Regions from separate parts of the Mus musculus genome. Here regions 1 and 3 are each linked to region 2. Evidence: chromatin contacts called from public HiChIP or PLAC-seq data. All regions are on one chromosome and are shown on one strand. The core of a region is the stretch at or near the end of the contact, and the rest is flanking DNA. Distances in the headings are between cores, read along the strand shown. Region 1 holds the start of Arhgap19 (Rho GTPase activating protein 19). Region 2 holds the start of Dntt (deoxynucleotidyltransferase, terminal). Region 3 overlaps Sorbs1 (sorbin and SH3 domain containing 1).

Evidence for each region. HiChIP or PLAC-seq counts read pairs in DNA pulled down with a chosen protein or histone mark.
Region 1: a contact with region 2 is called in an H3K27ac HiChIP or PLAC-seq map of T-cell acute lymphoblastic leukemia, with 2.6 times the contacts expected there. The contact joins the promoter of Arhgap19 here to the promoter of Dntt in region 2. A contact is called at or near these places in 2 of 39 promoter capture datasets (hippocampal neurons and pre-B cells) and 1 of 115 datasets of contacts at active chromatin or transcription factors (T-cell acute lymphoblastic leukemia).
Region 3: a contact with region 2 is called in an H3K27ac HiChIP or PLAC-seq map of thymic regulatory T cells, with 4 times the contacts expected there. The contact joins the enhancer-like site here to the promoter of Dntt in region 2. A contact is called at or near these places in 2 of 115 datasets of contacts at active chromatin or transcription factors (regulatory T cell precursor and thymic regulatory T cells).

Annotation. Positions count from the first base shown.
Region 1 is chr19:41,800,705-41,803,404 of GRCm38.p6, reverse strand. Arhgap19 (Rho GTPase activating protein 19) reads left to right here and starts at 1,321. Exons shown (of 12, transcript NM_027667.3): 1 at 1,321-1,433. The coding sequence starts at 1,378.
Region 2 is chr19:41,027,931-41,030,630 of GRCm38.p6, reverse strand. Dntt (deoxynucleotidyltransferase, terminal) reads right to left here and starts at 1,356. Exons shown (of 11, transcript NM_001043228.1): 1 at 990-1,356. The coding sequence starts at 1,192.
Region 3 is chr19:40,365,391-40,368,090 of GRCm38.p6, reverse strand. All of the region lies in intron 9 of Sorbs1 (sorbin and SH3 domain containing 1), which reads left to right. Among named protein-coding and RNA genes, the nearest start is that of A930028N01Rik, 70 kb to the right of the region's middle. Within about 2 kb of position 1,365, at least 224 of the 459 cell types and tissues checked have an H3K27ac peak or open chromatin away from gene starts, as enhancers often do. A contact at or near this core is called in regulatory T cell precursor and thymic regulatory T cells, where this site is marked.

The DNA of each region.
Region 1 (2,700 bases), core at 72-2,571, 770 kb before region 2:
TGGGGCGGGACAGGCGATGAAGACAGAGCTTTCCAGGGTGTCCAGGGAGGGAGTGGTGGGATTTTTGTGGCCTGATTTTGGGGCAATTCTAGGGGTTGGTGGGAATTTTGTGCTCAGGGATTGGTGGGATTCTGTTTCTTGGCCCTGATTTTGAGCTTGGGGTCAAGATAGGGTCAAGGTTGCCTGGTCTGGGGGTCAAGTCAGGGTCACAATGTTCTTTCCCTTCACTTTTTACTCTCTACCATCTATATTTTTTGCTTTTAGAAAAGATTTTATGTGTCTCTGTGCATCTGTGCGCATGTGCCCCGGAGGCCAGCTCTGGAGGCTATAGGAAGGCAATCAGTCCTTTGGAACTGGACTCACTGTCTGGCCCTTGTGAACCTTTCAATGCAGGGAATCAAACTCTAGTCTTCAGGAAAAGCAGCAAGTGTTCTTAGAACCACGGAACCATCTCTAGCTGCCCCTTATTGTTAATTGTGAATTTCATATATCAATACCATGTTTTTTTTTTTTTTTTTTTTTTTTCCACCTGCCTCTGCCTCCCAAGTGCTGGGATTAAAGGTATACGCCACCACTGCCTGGCTTAGTCACATTTTCTTGTTGGCCTGAAGTCACCCAAGGAGGCTTGTTTGGATGACCCAAAATTTGCCTCTCTATTCTAGCCAGTGCTTTTGGTGTCTTTATACTGACTTTCCCCCTCCCCCAAATATGTACCCTGAAGATCAGCCCCTGCATACATACACACACACATACATACATTCATACATAAATACATACATACATACACACATACATATATACACACACAAGAGTTTACTTAGGGTAGCTTACAGGAACGTATGCAATTTACCACTGATTATATACCATTGAAGAAAATGCCTTTTCTTCCCTTTTACTAAGCCTATGGATCTTGGGGGTGGGGTGAATGGGGGTTTAAGTGAGTGAGGGGTGATGAGCCCTTTTCCCTAGCAACCGTTAACTGCCTACCGAACTGGGGGATGGGCAGGGCCTCAAGAACCTTTTCTCTTCAAGTGACTTTAAAAACCGACAGTTTTGTAACTCAGAGATTTACCTAGCGGGGAGGGGAGCGCAGCCAGGAATTTGTGACTTGATCCGCGGAACTACATGGGTTAATCAAAACGAGAAACTACATCTCCCGGTAGGCCTCGGGCAGGTGTTTCTCCTGCCCTTTCGTTGGTTCTGTGCTACCAATGACAGTTAGATATTTGAATAGACCAATAGTAGCATGGAACGGTTCTTATTTAGGCGGGGCCATAGGTTCGTCCAATCGTACAGGACTTAGAAAACCATCCTAGCCAATCTAAGGGCTAAGGGGCGGTGCCTGAGGCGGGGCTGCAGACCAAGCTGCCGCGGAAGATGGCGGCTGAGGCGCCGAGTGGAGGGGAGGCGCCGGTCTGCGACTCTGGCCGGAGGTGAGCCAAGTTTTCCGTCCTGCTGCCTAGGAGACGGGACTGTGGGCTAGCGATGTCGCCGCCCTGCCCTTGAGTCACCGTGGTCCACAGGCCCGGGCTTTGTTCCTCTCTCCCGTGGTGTCTACGCCGACGCGCCTGCGGGGGCTGAGGCGGGTCTTTGCGGTCCGTGCTTCCCGCTGCGCTGCTCTCCGCGAGTCCCACGGCCGTGTGTGGAGCCCTCCCGACGCTCTGGCTGCAGACCCCCGGGCCACGGTCATGGTGTCTGCCCTGGCGCCGAGCGTTTTGAGTGGCAACTGAAGCCCAGAGCGGTTTAGAGAATCCCACAACGCCCCGGGAGCTTTAAATGTCCTTCGTGACAGCCTCTGCGCTTTACTCAGAGCCGCGACTTGAGTGATGGTTAAAAGGGATTTTTGTCCCCTAAGCTGGCTGACCTTTCTCGGCTTCAGCCTTCTTCTGTAAATAAACATAACGATACTTATTTCAGAACCTGGACGGGATGACACAACCTATTTAAAGCGCATAGCACCCATCCTGGCAAACACTTCAAAATACGATAGATTTTTATGTTTCCTTGAAATTGTGATCTCATTTCTTCTTTCTGGAACGAGTACTGTCCCTGTCATAAAGTCGAGCCTTTCTTAACCGATTACAAACAAATATTTGGAGTCTGACACACTCCAATAGAATGAGATTACTTACATTGTCAGAGAGTATGATCAATGCTATGCTTTGGTACGGAGTTAGTACAGAACAGAAGAACCAAGAATTTTGGGAAACCGAGTTTGTGAGCCTGATTTTTCCTGAGCCCTGATGGGCTTGTGTGGGTATTGTTACTGTTTTGTATGGAGGAGTTTTCCACTCTTTGACCTTTTATTTCTCCCGGGAACTGTGCCCGTGGGTTGATAAATGTCATTAGATTATCTCTCCTCCGACTCGAAAATCCTGAATTGTAATGAAAATGAGGACAAATGAAATACTGTTCTACAGCAAGAGGACTTAGAATTCTTCCTTGAGGCTGCTGTCAACTGAATGTAAAATTTGAAACTGTTAACTATCTGACCAACACAGTTTTCTCTGAATCTGAAACCCTCTATTGTCGTTACTGAGACAGGTTCTTGCTAAGTACCTCGGCTGGACTGGAACTCCCAGTCTCGTTTCAGCTACCCGTGTACTTGTCAATTGCATATTGCAGGGGATTAGTCTGGGGGTTCTTGTGAGGCTTATTTATTTATTTATTTATTTTTGAAACAGAGTCTCTCATGTAATC
Region 2 (2,700 bases), core at 107-2,606:
GGAATTTTTGATTGGGGACATTTTAGCAAAAAATCTAAAAAGATCCCCTCAGCTGGGCATGTGGAGTGTGAAATTCCTGAGTACTGACCTTGGAAATGTGTCTCCTCAATGTCTCCAAAGCCAGCATTTCATCAGCAAGAAACGTTTGGCAATTTTCTTTTAAATTCAAAGACTTTCCAAAATCCCAAGTGTAAAAGTCAGATCATCTCTGACACGGTATGTTCAGCACCCCTCCCAACTTGCATGGCTGAAGGCAGTGAACTGAGTGCCCCCCCACTCCCACTGTAACCCCAACACTTCTGTCTGCAGCCGTCAGGCACACCAGGGCCTTTTACTGGGACTTTCTGAATCGCTTTGATTCTTTTCATTGGGTCAAGAGAGTGAACGTACACAATAGTCAGCAAAACAATGATAATTGGTGCTTACTGAACGAGTGCAGATGGTAGCTTCAATCACCTCCCTGCCTAGACTCTGATCATAGCACACTGGGGTGCCATCTGTCACCCCTAGACAAACATCTTTAACCAGCATCTCTTCCTGAAGCCCACTTGGACCACCCTTTGGAAAACCATCACCAAGGCCAGTAAGGTACCTGTGGTGACTCACCTCAGCCTAGCCCACCATAGACCCTTAGCAGAGCAGGTGTGTATAAGTCAGAGCCAGACAATCAGAACACCCTCCCTGCTCCAAAGTAGCAATGTAAAAAATTGAACCCAATGGTGTTGGTTCAGTTTGGTACAGAATGGAATCGAGTGGTTTCTATGTGGTTCTCTGACTAGTTTTCTGGTTATCACTCCTGGATACTTAATCTCAGAGTCAGTCATGGGAAGCCATATTTTTTTTTAAAAATATTATTTTTTGGTACCAATTAGTTTCTATATAATCTCATTTAGTCCCCACTCATCTCCCTTAGCCAACTGGCCCCTTGGGTCCCTTGGGGACGTCCTCAGGGCTCCTGCATGCTTGCAAAGTGACCAGGGCTGTCCTACCTGAGCTCATTTTCCACCCTGAACCCTTTCCTTCGGGCCAGCTCCATGAGGAAGGCTCTTCGAGTTGTTCCCATCTTCTTTTCCAAAATGAAGAGGACCAAGTCTCGAAATCGGATGTCATAAGGCGTGGAAGCCACTGGGGTGCCCAGCTGCCTGGGTCTTTTCTTCCGAGGACCCAGGTGGACTGCTTGCAGTGGATCCATGGAAGCAGACAGTCTAGCTCTGTCTGTACCATCAGGTGGTGTCTCCAGAATGAGGGCTCTGATGTCCTCTCACCAGCAAACCCATAGGTACCACCCTGGTGACAACTTCCTGCTGAAGGAATGTCTCACTCTGATCAGGTCCTTTCTCCCAAAATGGAGCTCTTGACAGAAAGAACAGTGAACTTGGGTTTTCATACACTTGATCTCTGCAGTACCTCAGAATAAACTTATGAAGAAAGGGGGACCTCGCCACTGGTTGAGTACTGTTATTTATCTTTAGACATGTTCAAACCCTTTAGGTTGCATTTTAAAAGCCATTTTTTAAAAAATGTATTACATTTGCTTACTGCGCAAGGGGGCATGTGTGTGCATGCCATGACATCAGTGTGGCAGTCAGAGGCATCTTTCCCCCTCCACCGTTGTAGGTCCCAGGAATCAAACGTGGGTTGTCAGTCTTGGTAGCAAGCTTCTATCATCACCACTTAGTCATCTAACTGCTCCTGCTGACTTTATTCATTGATTCCTGCTTTACTCTAGCTCACTTCTATTCTTTCTCTCGGACCTACGTTATGGTACACTGGATGTCTGTAATTGGCACAGATGTGTTACATACAGCTGTTGTGATTTCACGTGAATGCCACCTGAATTTCTCACTCTGCTGGTTGCTTTTTTTTTTTTAATTTTTTTTTATTTTATGTGCATTGGTGTTGGAAGGTGTCAGATTCCCTGGAACTGGAATTGCAGACAGTTGTAAGCTGCCACATGGTTGCTGAGACTTGAACTCTGGCCTGCTGGAAGAGCAGTTAGTGCTCCTAACCACTGAGCTATCTCTCCTGGCCCCATGGTCACTTTTTTCCCAACAAGCCCATAACTGTGATTTTCCTGGCTCTGTCTACTCTGCTGCTTTAGTTACTATCGTTTTGCAGTGGGCACAGGACCACAGGCTCCCGTGTGTGAGCACATTTTATAGAAAGCTAAGGTTCAGACACTGCAGATCACAGAGTATGGGGCAAATGAGATCATGAATGCAGTTCTTCAGACTTCAACCGTGATGCAACTTAGTTTGTTTTTGGTTTCTATTTTTTCAGTGCACTAAGTTTCCAGAGAGTGGTCGCTACATAACTAACATAGGTCTCTGAGACGAGATGAGTTTTGGAGAAGAGTCATGGGCATGGAGTTAGGGACATTTTCACAGCCCTGTGCAAAATGAAAATTTCATCTTTAGTTAATATTACTTAGTAGGTCTCACTTCTGGAACACCTACTACAGGACCTAGGCAAGACCTCAAAACCTTTGCTGACTGAATTCTTATAAGACCATACTGCCAGCTAGATACCCATATAATACGGGGGGGGGGGGTTGTCAGTGCCCACAAAGTACCATACAGGCAGCGAGATGCAGCAGAGAAGATCCTCAGCCCCGCAAGCAACTTGCTCAAAGTCACAGAACAAATCAGTAGCCACCACTAAGAAATGGCTGAGTCAGGACTCGGAGTCAGGTTTGTCTGA
Region 3 (2,700 bases), core at 116-2,615, 660 kb after region 2:
CCAAGTACCTGGCAGAACAGCTTAGAGGAGGGAAGTTGGTTGGAGGGGATTCAGCCTGTCAGGGCAAGGAGGGCCTGGTGGAAAACAGGAAGCAGTGAGAAACAGCAGCAGGAAGGGGCCAGGATAAGATGATGCCCCAGAGATAGGCTTCTTCAAGCAGATGTCATCTTCCACAGCCTCCCAATGGTAAATCTTGAGTTCACGGATGGATTTAACCATTGACAGTGCAGAGTTCCCACAGTTTAATCATCTCTGGAAATACCCTCACTGTCATATCCAGAGGTATGCTTCACTAACATCTTAGGTGTTTCTTAGTTCTCAAGCAGACAGTGAAGATGAGCCCTCCTGGAGAGTTATCTGGGGATGGAGCCCACATGTAGTTTGGCTTTGTTTGATTTGTGGTCCCCTTGGTAAGAGACTACAGGGACTGCACAGGGAGGGTGTAGCAAGGCTACTGTCCTTCCCCAGGGAAATATAAGCATTGCTTTAGACTGTCACAAAGGTTTGGATACACAGGAAGTCTGCTCCTCCTCCTGAGAGAGCCCCATTTGAGGTTGTCATTATTTTGTTTAGTGATTCAAGACTTTTAAACTTATTTATTTTTACTTTGCATGTATAAGCATTTGCACGCATGACTGTATGAGTATTGTGTGTGTGTGCGCGTGTGCGCACTTGGTGCCCGTGGAGACTAAAAGAATCTCTTGGAACTGGAGTTAAAGGTGGTTATGAGCTACGACGTGGATGCTGTGTCCTCTTCAAGAGGGGAAAGTACTGTTAGTCACTGAGCCATCTCTCTACCCCCCAACTTGGGACCTTTTGAAGCACATTATAAAACTAGAAAGAAACAGATATGATACAGATATCAGAGTATGATATAAAGTTGTAACAGCAATACAATGTTATGTGGCTTATGTGGAGCAGTTACGTATTACTTTAGGTTTTTAACCATATCAAATAACATTCTCCCCCCCCCCCCTTTTTGGTGTCTGAGCCCTCCATATACCAGAATCCCGTGATCTTAAGTTTCTAAAGTTTAAAGGTTTTTATAAAGGGGCTGATGGGCTGAGTGTTAGCAATTATTAGAACCACTTGCCCTAATCTTTTTTTTTTTTTTAAGAATTATTTGACCCAGAAACATCGAACATGCCTGTAGTCCTCATAGTTCTACATACCAAACAAGGTGGGGTTTAGAGTCAGCTGGCGTTACAAGGATACTTAGGAACCAGTCTGCTCTCGTAGATGGAGCAAGGCTTTAAGAGGCTTGCCTGGAGTCAGGGCTGAGTGGCTCTCCTGAGTAGACTGTTAGAAAACCCGAGCTTGCTGCCTTCACTGTTCCTTTGCCCCTCAGCCACGCCCTCACACGTGGGAGTCTCTGACATCATCACAGCTTTGCATGGAACCTCAGACCCTGCCTTCCTGCCAGACAGAGTGTGTTCCCTGTCTAGCGCTTTGCACTTCTTCTTAGTCAGGGAGTAATTACTAATTGCTGGACTGCTGAGGGAGAGGCACACTTCATTCTTGCTCAGGCTGTCTTGGCTTAAGCCCTTTCCCCTCCATCTTGCCCTTCAGTTACCATCTGACCCGCTCCTTCCTCTGTGTGGAGTTCACCTCTGCTTCTCTTTCATACACATATCCCTTTCTCTGCGGTCTGATACCTCCCTGTTGCCCTCTGGGACTGCTCCCTCTGAGCCCTTTGTCTCTTTCCTGTTGCTCAGGTGACTCCCACAGAGCTGCGGATTCTCTGCTTCTCTGCCTGTTTCCTTTGGCATCCTTCAGTGTGTGACTTCAGCCCTTGGCTCTGCTCTCACTTCCTTCTACCACAGAGATCTGCCGTCACTCTTGCGCTGGTGGCTGCAAACCTGCATCCTGCCAAGGCAACTCAGCTGGTTCCTGCAGCATCTCCTGGGTGTCTCTAGGGCTTTTGTTTGTTTGTTTGTTTTTGTTTTTTAGCTATAGGGTCTTCTTGTCTTATCAAAGAGTTAATGGAATGCCAAGCACATGATTAAGTCAGAAAAGTTCAAGGTGGCACCTAGTTAATGGTTCCTTGTGCCAGGACCGTCCTCCACTTTCTTTTCATCTGGTTGGCTCCTCTTAGACAAGCTGGCTCAGAACCTGAATTCTGCAGCTAAGCTGGGAAGTTAACTCCTCTGTCAGCCTAAGTATCCGAGGGGTTCACCTGCATCTCCACGTGCATAATGGCAGGCATCATACCTAGCAGGTCCTTAGGAAATGCCCCTTCAGTACCTGCATGGTCCGGTTTGGGAAAACAGACAATAATGATAATAGGCATGTAATCTGTAGACCACACCTGGTATGTTTGTTGGCTCTCTGTAAGTTCCTATCTAAAACAGGTTAAATAAACTGTAATGAGCACACAGCCATGTCTAGCTGTCTGAGTGCTTTGGCTTACAGCATCTCTGTGAGTTTGCCAAGGGAAATGTCTTTCCCATATTTTTCAGTGAGAGAACCAAGGCATGGGAAAGGTAAATGAAGAGAGTTAAGTGCGTCCCAAGACAAAAAAGGGAACTTTGTAATAACGCTTTATCCTCTTCTCAAGGTTTTACTTGCCCCCTTACCTTCCCAGAGGTCTACAGAGCAGTGTTCATACCTCTGCAGACTTCTCTTAAGGAGCCGGGTAACTAATACCAGATCCTCTGCAGGCCAAGTGGTCCGCGCTTACTCAGCTCAGCCATGGTAACA